Linked DNA regions of Mus musculus: region 2 is linked to region 1. A link is a contact called in public Micro-C data. All regions are on one chromosome and are shown on one strand. The core of a region is the stretch at or near the end of the contact, and the rest is flanking DNA. Distances in the headings are between cores, read along the strand shown. Region 1 has its middle 12 kb from the start of Fam13c. Region 2 overlaps Fam13c (family with sequence similarity 13, member C).

Region 1 (5,050 bases), core at 407-2,906:
CCTAGGCAACAGGAGACTCTGTTTCAAGAACCATAAACAGACAGACACACAAATAACCAATCAATCAATAATAATAAAACCTAGATCCAGCACAGACCCGTGTTTGTTCAGGTGGTTGTCAACTTATACTTCTGAAGTCTGATTCTAAGCATTCTGGGATTGTGCTCAAAATTATTCATCATGGGGCTGAGGACATGGCTTCATAGGTGAGAGCCCTTATTCTAAAGAAAAAGGATCAGAGCTCACATCCCAAGAACTCATGTGAAAAGGGGCCTCCAGTTCCTTGTATATAGGATACCTGTCACTGGGATGCTGTGAGGAGCAGAGAAGTTACCTCTACGGTTTGCTGGATGCTAACCTAGCTCCAAGTTCAGTGAAAGGCCATGCCTTGAGGGAATAAGGTGGAGACCAGGTATATGACATTCAGTGTGCACAGTCACATACCTCTGCATACAACATGTGTGTACACATTACACACATACACACTTTCTTAAAAAAATACTTTTAAGTGTGTGTGTGTGTGTGTGTGTGTGTGTGTATGTTCAAGTAAGATCAGGTGTCACAGGACACACAGGTGTCACAGAGATATGGATCCTTCTAGAGCTGGAGTTACAAGTGATTTTGAGCCATCTTTCATGGGTGTTGGGAAATGAAATTTTTTAAAAAATCAAATATATATATGATGCATATTTATATATATATAAATTTGATGCATCTATTTATATATAAATTTGATATATATCCACTATATCACAGTCCCTGGAAGCCCCACCTGACCCGCCATCTTCTGCTTCCACTCCTTGACTTAACTCCTTCCTCTCAGGTAGACACCATATTGAAACACCAGTAGCATCCGGATGGCAGGCTCTGTATGTGCCTCTCCATGTGTGCCCTCTCCTACTGTCCCTGAAAGCTTGCAAGACTGAGGACAATAGGTTTTGAAGCAGTGATGTCAGGACACCGAATGCTGGGACTCAGCAGTAAGGAGCACGTATTGCTCTTGCAGAGGATGGGAGTTGGGTTCCCATAACCCACGTCAGGCAGCTCACAACTGTCTGTAACTCCAGCTCTAGACCCACGTCAGGCAGCTCACAACTGTCTGTAACTCCAGCTCTAGACCCACGTCAGGCAGCTCACAACTGTCTGTAACTCCAGCTCTAGGCAATCCAACCCCTCCAGCATAGGCACCAGCATTCACAGGCACACACACACACACACACACACACACACACATATTAAAAATAATAAAAATAAAATCTAAAAAAAATGACATGCATTTGTTTGTTTGTTTTAAACCAGAACCTTGCAGGAGATGATATCACAAGCTATGTTGTCAAAAGTTTGCTTTCTTTAGGGTCATTTTTTTTTTCCGTCAGAAGAAGGGTATAATTTACTAAAATGGAGCTGAGTGCCCCTGGCTCACTTTCCACAAAGCCCACATGGAATTGATGTTTGCCAGTTCTCTCTGCTCCTGGTGGAGTGGCTTGGCCTGGCTGTTTGCCTAATAAGGAGATGGTTTCTGTTCCGAGCTTTCTGCGACTATGAACAGTCTCCAGCAATTTTTTTTTTTTTTTATGCCAGAGTGTAACGGCAAATTTTTAGCCCAGAGCTCTTTCTTTGGCTTCCCAGATAAAGCTAAGAATAGAACTGGAGAAGTGAGTGTCTGAAGGTTCTGGTTATTACAGATTTTACATAATTACTGTGGTGTGTATGAGCTAGATAGCTCTGGCTCTCTGAAGAAAATAAGCAATCATCTTAGATACTGTAGCAAAGAACAACAAAAGCGAGAAGGCCTGGGAGACCCCCAAGAATGCAAACCATGACACCCACAGAACTGAGGTGTGAGGTGTGTGTGGAACTGACTTCACTCTTCAGCTGCCTTGATAATATCACTGTTCCAACTGCCCCATCAGTCTGATCATACCAGGTCACTCTTGTCTGGGAAGACAAGTGTTGACAACACATGACTCCCCCCACCACCACCCCGAATCTTCCCCTAAGAATATTAAATGTCTATCAAATGACTCAACTCCCTAACAGAAAGCACAGATCCGGGCTGACTCTAAGAAGTTACATCATTCTAATCGGGCCTCCTCCCATTGGTAGACTTACCTTGAACTAGACACCAAAGCTCATACATATCCTAAGTATGGCATCTTTACATCAATGGGGCATCAAAACTCAGCCAAGACAGAGTCTCTTCCTTACCCAGAAGAGGATCAGCTCAGCTTTGTTTTATCAGTTGATTGTTTGGATGGTAAATGGGAATCTGTTTGTCATTCTAGTTATTATAACATTTGTGTCTATTAGAAAAGTTTTTATTTATTTATTTATTTATTTATGTATTAAAGGACACCTGGGCGTGGTATAAAAGGTTTAAAATTCAAACACTTTGGAGGTAGAGGCAGAAGAGAAATCAAGGTTATCCTTGGATCTACAATGTATTGAAAGGCAGGCTGGGATATGTGGGTTTCAATTGCTGTGGTAAAACACCATGGCCAAGACAGCGTATAGTAGGAAGAGTTTATTGGAGGCTTATCAATCCGGAGGGATAAGAGTCCATCGATGTAGGCGTATCATGGCCTCGAGTGGCAGACACAGCGCCAGGAACACCAGAGAGCTCAGATCACAAGCAGCAGACAGGAAGCCGGCAGAGCTAACTCAAAATGGCACGAATCTTTTGAAACATCAAAGCCCGCCTCCAGTGATGTACTTCCTTTAGCAAGGCCACACCCCCTAAGCCTCCCTAAACAGCCACCAACTGGGGACAGGGTATTCAAATGCTTGAACTACGGGGAACATCCCATTCAGAGACTCAGTCTTTTAAGCAAAAAAAAAAAAAAAAAAAAAAAAAAACAACAACAAAAAAAAAAAACAAAATAAAACAAAACAAAAAACAAAAACAAAAAACAAACAGACTAGAAACCTTTGAGTTAAGACGTCACTGGCCTAGAGGAAGAGAGCTGCAGAACTGGGGACGAGAGCCACAGATAACATGAAACGTAGGACAGAGGCAGCCCCTGTAGCCGCTTCCTCTGGTTCCCATTAGTTGCTATAGCTTGAACCTACATCTCCAACTCAATGTTTGACCACATACTGTACAGCAGGCAATGCCTGGCCAACTTCATGAGAACCACAAGGTAGGCCCCCAACCACACCACCATTCTCACAAGCACGCAGTATCAGGGACCACATTCACTCTACACCCTGGAGAGCATGAGTGGATTCATTCACCATGGGGCTAACTCTCATAACGTTAGAAAGAGCGTGGATCAGAAATGAATAATACCAGATCTTGACTGGAAATGTGGGTGTTCCCCTTGCCCCCAACCAGCCCCACCCCTTCATCCCACCAGGCCTTTGATGCTTCTCATCCTTGGCGGTCTCCTCGGCCTTCCCCTTGACCTCAGAAGCCCTCAAGCTTCAGCTACCGCTCCTCCTCCTCTTCTTTCTCCCCTCCTTCCTCCTCCTTATAGTAGAGGGGAGATGTGGGGCTGTGGTGTAGGGGAAAGAGGGAGGAGGGAGAGAGTTCTGGCGCACTGGTCGGGCAGACTCGGGAGGACTGTGGGACGCTTTCCACTCGGTCCTGGGTGGGTGGCTGTGTGAAGCCATTGACCCCACACGGCGGGGGGTGGACAAGGGGCAGCCTCCATACCAGGTTCGCAGTCTCTGGCATCCCACGCTGGATATGGCAGAGGAGCTGAGAACAGAATAGGAGCTCTTCCCTTTTCGTTTTCTCTTCTCTCTTCTCTTTCAAAAATGAGATATACAAGTTTAATTTTACATTTACCCAAAAATCCTAGGCTTCAAGGAGACCAAACCACTAAAAACCGTGAGATCTAGCTGACCATGTCTTGGGCGCACTGGGTTCCAGAAATGGTTAGCTACAATGTTAGTTACTTCCTTGTTGCTGTAACAAAATACTTCACAGAAGAATCTCAAAGGAGGAAAGGTTGAGGCTGGCTCATAGCTTCTAAAAGATTTTGGTCCATCGTGGAAAGGAAGACATGACAGTCAGAGTGGCTTTGTCCTTCGTAGCAGCAACACGCAGCAGAGACAGGAAGAAGCTAGAGCTAGACCCAAATCAGTGGTGGGTATAGCTGTCAAAGGCGTGTTACAGGTGATCTGCAGCTACCAGCCAAGGAAGCAGGGGAGAGCTTTCAGGTGGCCTCGCAGGTAAACTGGTGATAGCCCAGGAAGCAAAGGATGGGACCTAAACCTGGCTAGGCTGTCCTTTGTCTATGCCTCTAAGTGGTTTCAGATCCTTCAAATGAGTGCCAAAAACTGGAGACTTCCTTATTGTGGTAACAACAGGGAGAGGGGAGGGGAAGGGCGGGATACCAAAAAGGAGAAAGGGAAGGGGTCAGGAGAGCATATATGTCTCTGGTCACTCAAGAATAAGGTACACGTGATGAAAGGACACTTCTGGGTCCCCAAACCCCCTGTGTTCTGAATTCCTTCCTTTCTTCCTTCCTTCCTTCCTTCCTTCCTTCCTTCCTTCCTTCCTTCCTTCCTTCCTTCCTTCCTTCCTCAAGACAGGGTTTCTCTGTGTAGCCCTGGCTGTCCTGGAATCACTTTGTAGACCAAGCTGGCCTCCAACTCAGAAATCCACCAGCCTCCACCTCCCAAGTGCTGGGATTAAAGGTGTGCACCACCACTGCCTGGCCCAAACCAGTGCTCTGAACAGCTGAGCCATCTCCCTAGTTCATGAACAGCATTTCTGTAGGAGGTAGACTTTGAAACCACTTTTTAAACACATTGAATTTTAATTTGTGTGTGTACACTTGCACATGCACGTGTCTATGTGGAGATCAGAGGACAGCTCCTGAGCATTGGTTCCCTCCTTCTATCATGTAGGAGCCAGGAGACTTCAGGTTGTCCAGGCTTGGCGGTAAGCGCCTCACTCATTGAGCTGTCTTCCCAGCCCCATTCAATGCTTTCTTGAGGCAAGTAAGAGGTCTGTTGTCACCAGTACACAAGGCAACTCTAGTGCCGATAAGGCCAGCAATGATGTGAGGTAAACCCTGCATTGAGGGACTCAAGCAAAATA
Region 2 (4,765 bases), core at 999-3,498, 66 kb after region 1:
ACAAAGAACCAGTAAGAGATTGTCTTTGGTGTGTACTAGACAACACAGAGAGAAGCCCTTTATAATGCCAGTGCCAAGGGTGGTGGTTGTTTCTAATACAATACTACTGGAGTTTACTGGCATCTCGTCTGTGTCTACGTGTAGAGCTATTGTGTGATGTGAAGAATGTTTTGTTCAGGGTTACCCTCTTGGGATATACCTTTTGTTTTCAGAAAGAGTTTCAGGAAATGACAGCAATCCCACCAGCCAGTAGCCATCCGGCTATACATTCCTGCATCCGAATATCGAGTGCTGCGTCCTAATATTGAGGAATATTGTAAATCTTGTGATGACATTTGTGGTCAGCTTTATTTAGGCCTAAGGCCCAGTTTTCTGTGAAGCACTCTGAATACAGTTAGGTGCTTATCTTCTACTCTTTCTGACAAGGTTCTCTGAATTACAGGTTAGCTGTCTAACTAGTCTTAGGCACCAACTGGCTAGTCAGCCTTCTCAAGGAAGAAACATACTTATGGGAGTGAGAGTCATTGCAGCCTGCAGGCTTTGCTGGCATGCCTCAGGGAGAGAAGGGAGCACGGGTCTTACACACTTAATAATTGATCAGAATTGGCAACTATTCAGGAGTCTGAGATAAATACTTTATTATCAAATATATACATACATATAAATGTATATACTCATATACAAATATACAAACACACACTCATACACACACACATCATACTGGCTGTTGGGCTAGGGAGAAATAAACAGCTTAGAGGACTCTGGGTTAGATCTGTCAGCCATTGGCTAAATGCATGCTTTTAATTGAAGCAAGACTGTTCCATTAACTAAGTGAATTATAATTAAAATGTTGATATAAAATTAAAATCCTATATCCTGTGCTGGGATTGGCTGCAGAGATAAATGTTAAGCAAAATTCATGGTTCCTGTCCCACAGAGCTTGCCATCAAAAGTGACTTTTAAATAATTATAAATATATGGAATTGTGGATTGAGTAGTTCCCTATGCAACAGGTCCCCTTAAAAAGAAGACATATTTGGGAGGTACATGGTTTCTAAAGGATAAATGAATTAATTCAGAAATGGATTGGGAAGGAAGAATTAGGTAGGCACAAGGACATTTTGGTGGTTTGAATATGCTTGGCGCAGTGAGTGGTACTCTTAGGAGGTGTGGCCTTGTTGGAGTAGGTATGGTCTTGTTGGAGGAAGTGTGTCACTGTGGATGTGGGCTCCTCCTCCTAGCTGCCAGGCAGCCAGTCTTCCAATGGCTTTTGGAACAAGATTTAGAACTCTTAGCTCCTCTTTATATGCCTTGAAGATACTGGACTGAACTTCTGAGCCTGTAAACCAGCCCCAATTAAATGTTGCCCTTTAAAAGACTTGCCTTGGTCATGGTGTCTGCTCACAGCAGAAAAACCCTAAGCAGGCATCATGCCTGAAGGCATGAGCTTGGAAGGAGTGTAGTGCTTGGGAGGAACTAGAAGGATGCCCTTTTAACTACAGCACAGATGGGCGTGGCCTGAGAAGACAATGAAGAGGTGGGCCAACACTAAATCCTTCAGACATCATAAGACATTTTCAGAATTGTAGAGTGAGTGTCTCTCTGGGAACTCATGGTTACATGGGTTGTGCTTCACTCCTCCTGCCCAGGTTGTCTAACTCATTCGAGAGCTGCTGGTGAATCCTTAGTAGATTTTCTCAGAATGGTATGCGTTGAGTGCAGTGGGCAGAGGGTAGTGAGTGGCCAGATCTTTTGTGGGAAATGCTCTGGGAAAGGAGGAATAGAGAGACCAGAAGGAAACCTTTGTTATTTCAGCAAAGAGATAATAGCAGCTTTGCTCAAGATGGTAGAGAAGGGTGTGGAGAGGAGGGGACAGATAAACAAGTCATTTGAGGTAAGAAGTTGAAATCCTGGTAACATATTGGCAAGGGAGAGATGAACAGTTTAGGGGACGCTGGGATAGCTTCTCTCAGCCACTGGCTAGCTGGAAGCTTTTCACTGAAGCAGGACTGTTCCATCAACTAATTAAATTATAGTTAAAATGCTGATGTAAAAAAATCAAACCTTGAGCTAAAATACAGTGTTTCTTTCACAAATTATCACATCCTGTGGTCTGAAGTTGTTCTGGGGCCAAGAAAAATATTTGAATGCTTAGTTGGTTTTGTTGTTTTGAATTCCTGAACACCTCCCCAGAGAGGCCCACTGCAGGATGGCCCTGCAGCCCGACTCTGCAAACACTTCAGGAATCCAGCAAAAAGGGCATGCCAATTTTTAAAGCTGCCTTTCAATGGGCTGTTCACAAGCTCAGAGGCATAGATCCAGAGGAGAAGCCATTTTAACATCAGTACACAATTACCGTTGGTATTTCTCTATTGAAGTTCATTTTAAGCATCCGTATTTTTACTTACTGTATTGTGTTGATTTTGGCACTGATGGTGGAGGTATGACAGTGGTGACACTTTAGTCATATAAGAGTGGTGGCATTGCTCAGGGTAACGTCGGAAGTGTTGCTTGTGGTGGTGGTGATGTTACCAGGTGGTGTTGGTGGATGTATTGCTTGTGTGATGTTGGAGGCATTGCTTGTGTGATATTAGGGGTATTGCTCATAGATGTTGGAGGTATTGCTTGTGTAACATTAGAGGTATTGCTTGTGGTGATGTTGAGGTGTTGTCCATGATGATGTTGGAGGTGATGTCAGAGGTATTCTTGTGGTAATGGTACTGGTGCTGCTGCTGGTGCTGCTGGTGGAGGTATGGCTTGTGATGCTGTTAGTGGTGATGGTGGTAATACTGCTGATGGAGGTGAAGATGCTAATGGTGGTGTTGGTGGCAGATGCTGGCAGTGGTGGTGGTGATTGTGCCAGCCATTGTTGCAACCAGAATGATGGTATCTGTGATGAACAAGGCATCAGTATTGAGGGCCACTGTTGGGCTCTGGAGAGTACACGCTGCATGCCTTCTTGCTTACCTAGGCCTTGGCTAGGAACCAAAGTTGTGATGGATTGGCAGTGTTCTGAATTGCTCATCTCTGCCTTCCAGAGATGTGGGTTTGATGGAGACATGTAGCTGTTTGCCTGCTGCTGTGGGTGGAGGGAAGGCAGTAGAACTGAAGGGAGAATTTCAGTCTGGTGCGAATATTATGTATAAGACAATTTCTTGGCAGGATTGACCATGGTTGAAGCAATGTCTTAAGGGTGTGGGGGAGAAGGAATTGAACTCAGCTGCATACTTGTCTCCTCAGTCACGACTGAGCTTTTCCAGTAAGACTTCTGTTTATTTTTGCCTCCTTATATGACCTTTAACACTCTTTATTTTACATGAGTATACTGTTGCTCTCTTCAGACACACCAGAAGAGGGCATGGGATTTCATTACAGATGGTTGTGAGCCACCATGTGGTTGCAGGGAATTGAACTCAGGTCCCCTGGAAGAGCACTCAGTGCTCTTAACTGCTGAGCCATCTCTCCAGCCCTGAGCTTTAACATTCTTATGTCAGGCTGTCATGCTCCTTGTCTCTGGGTGATTGGCACTTTCTGACTGTGAGGGTTTGAACAGTTTTCCTTCTAGTCTGGTCTCATGTGCCTTGCTTTCTGTTTCTCCACAATCCTGCCATCCGGTGGGTCATCAGTTATTGTTGACTTACTGTTTTTTTATGTCTTTGTTCCTTTCATGAAAATACAGAGCCTAGGGCTGGAGAGATGGTTTGGCAATAGACAGCACTGGCTGCTCTCCGGAGGACTTAGTTTGATTCCCAGCACCCACATGATGGCCACAAGCATTTGTAACTCCATTCCCCGAGGATCTGATGCCCTCTTCTAGCTTCTGTGGGGACCAGGCACACATTTGGTATACAGACACATATACAGGCAGAACATCCATACATGTAAAATTAGAGATAAATCCTAAAATGAATCTATGACAGTGGACTTTTTATGCACTGTCTTGTCCCAATACCTGATCTAGATTAAGGTACATAATTGATACTTACTAAATATGTGTTGAATAAACAATGAATTATTTAGCTGCCCTTCCTTCTATTGGGTCAATGGGTATAATAATGTTAATCTCATGTGGTACTCTTGAGGATTAATTGAAGTAATTTGATTAAACCACCTGGCATGACCAGCTGGATGCTGGAGGGCTGGTGAAGTCTTGGATTCCATTATTTTCTTCCTTAAAACTGCTTTCTCTCTGGTAACTACAAAACAGGTTCTGGTTAGCTTCTTGTCTTCGTATGCTGCTTCTTCATTTTCTTCATGACTATCTTTCCTCTTCCTCTCCTTTCCTCTTCCTTCCTTCCCCTCCCCTCCCCTCCTCTCCCCCTCCCCTCCTCTCCCCCTCCTCTCCCCTCCCTTCTCCTAGCCTAACCTATTCCCTCCCTCCCCTTCCCTTCCCTTTTCTTTTTTCCCTTTCTCCTTCCCTTTCTTCCTTCATCAGGTCCGGGATCCAAACCCAGGGCCTTTCACTGCCGAGCAAGGACTCTGCCAATGACCAACTCCCATGGCTTGTCTGTCTTTTGTCTTCTGGGCCAGTTCTAAAGAAGATAGTAATAGCTGCCTCATGGGACATGAAGGGCTGTTCATAAATGATGCTTACTGTTACTGACAGCTGTATAAAAACAATACAGGGGGTCTAGTGTCACATAAAACAGCACACTGGAATCATTACATAATTCTGATGACTAATGGCATATTTTAATAATAACCAAGTTTTGGTGAGCTGCCAGAGAAGCCAACATCCATGACAGATGGCTCACAGCTGCCTGTG

The links. Hi-C and Micro-C count contacts between places; a contact is called where the count stands out from the background.
Region 2: a contact with region 1 is called in a Micro-C map of muscle stem cells, with 3 times the contacts expected there. The contact joins two enhancer-like sites. A contact is called at or near these places in 1 of 15 datasets of contacts at CTCF or cohesin (the NIH/3T3 cell line), 9 of 484 Hi-C or Micro-C datasets (the C2C12 cell line, embryonic fibroblasts, forebrain and 4 more) and 2 of 115 datasets of contacts at active chromatin or transcription factors (heart atrium and neural progenitor cells).

Annotation. Positions count from the first base shown.
Region 1 is chr10:70,426,820-70,431,869 of GRCm38.p6, forward strand. No RefSeq gene overlaps it. Among named protein-coding and RNA genes, the nearest start is that of Fam13c, 12 kb to the right of the region's middle. Within about 2 kb of position 1,657, at least 50 of the 459 cell types and tissues checked have an H3K27ac peak or open chromatin away from gene starts, as enhancers often do. A contact at or near this core is called in the C2C12 cell line, embryonic fibroblasts, heart atrium and 2 more, where this site is marked.
Region 2 is chr10:70,492,468-70,497,232 of GRCm38.p6, forward strand. All of the region lies in intron 4 of Fam13c (family with sequence similarity 13, member C), which reads left to right. Among named protein-coding and RNA genes, the nearest start is that of Fam13c, 54 kb to the left of the region's middle. Within about 2 kb of position 2,249, at least 68 of the 459 cell types and tissues checked have an H3K27ac peak or open chromatin away from gene starts, as enhancers often do. A contact at or near this core is called in the C2C12 cell line, embryonic fibroblasts, heart atrium and 2 more, where this site is marked.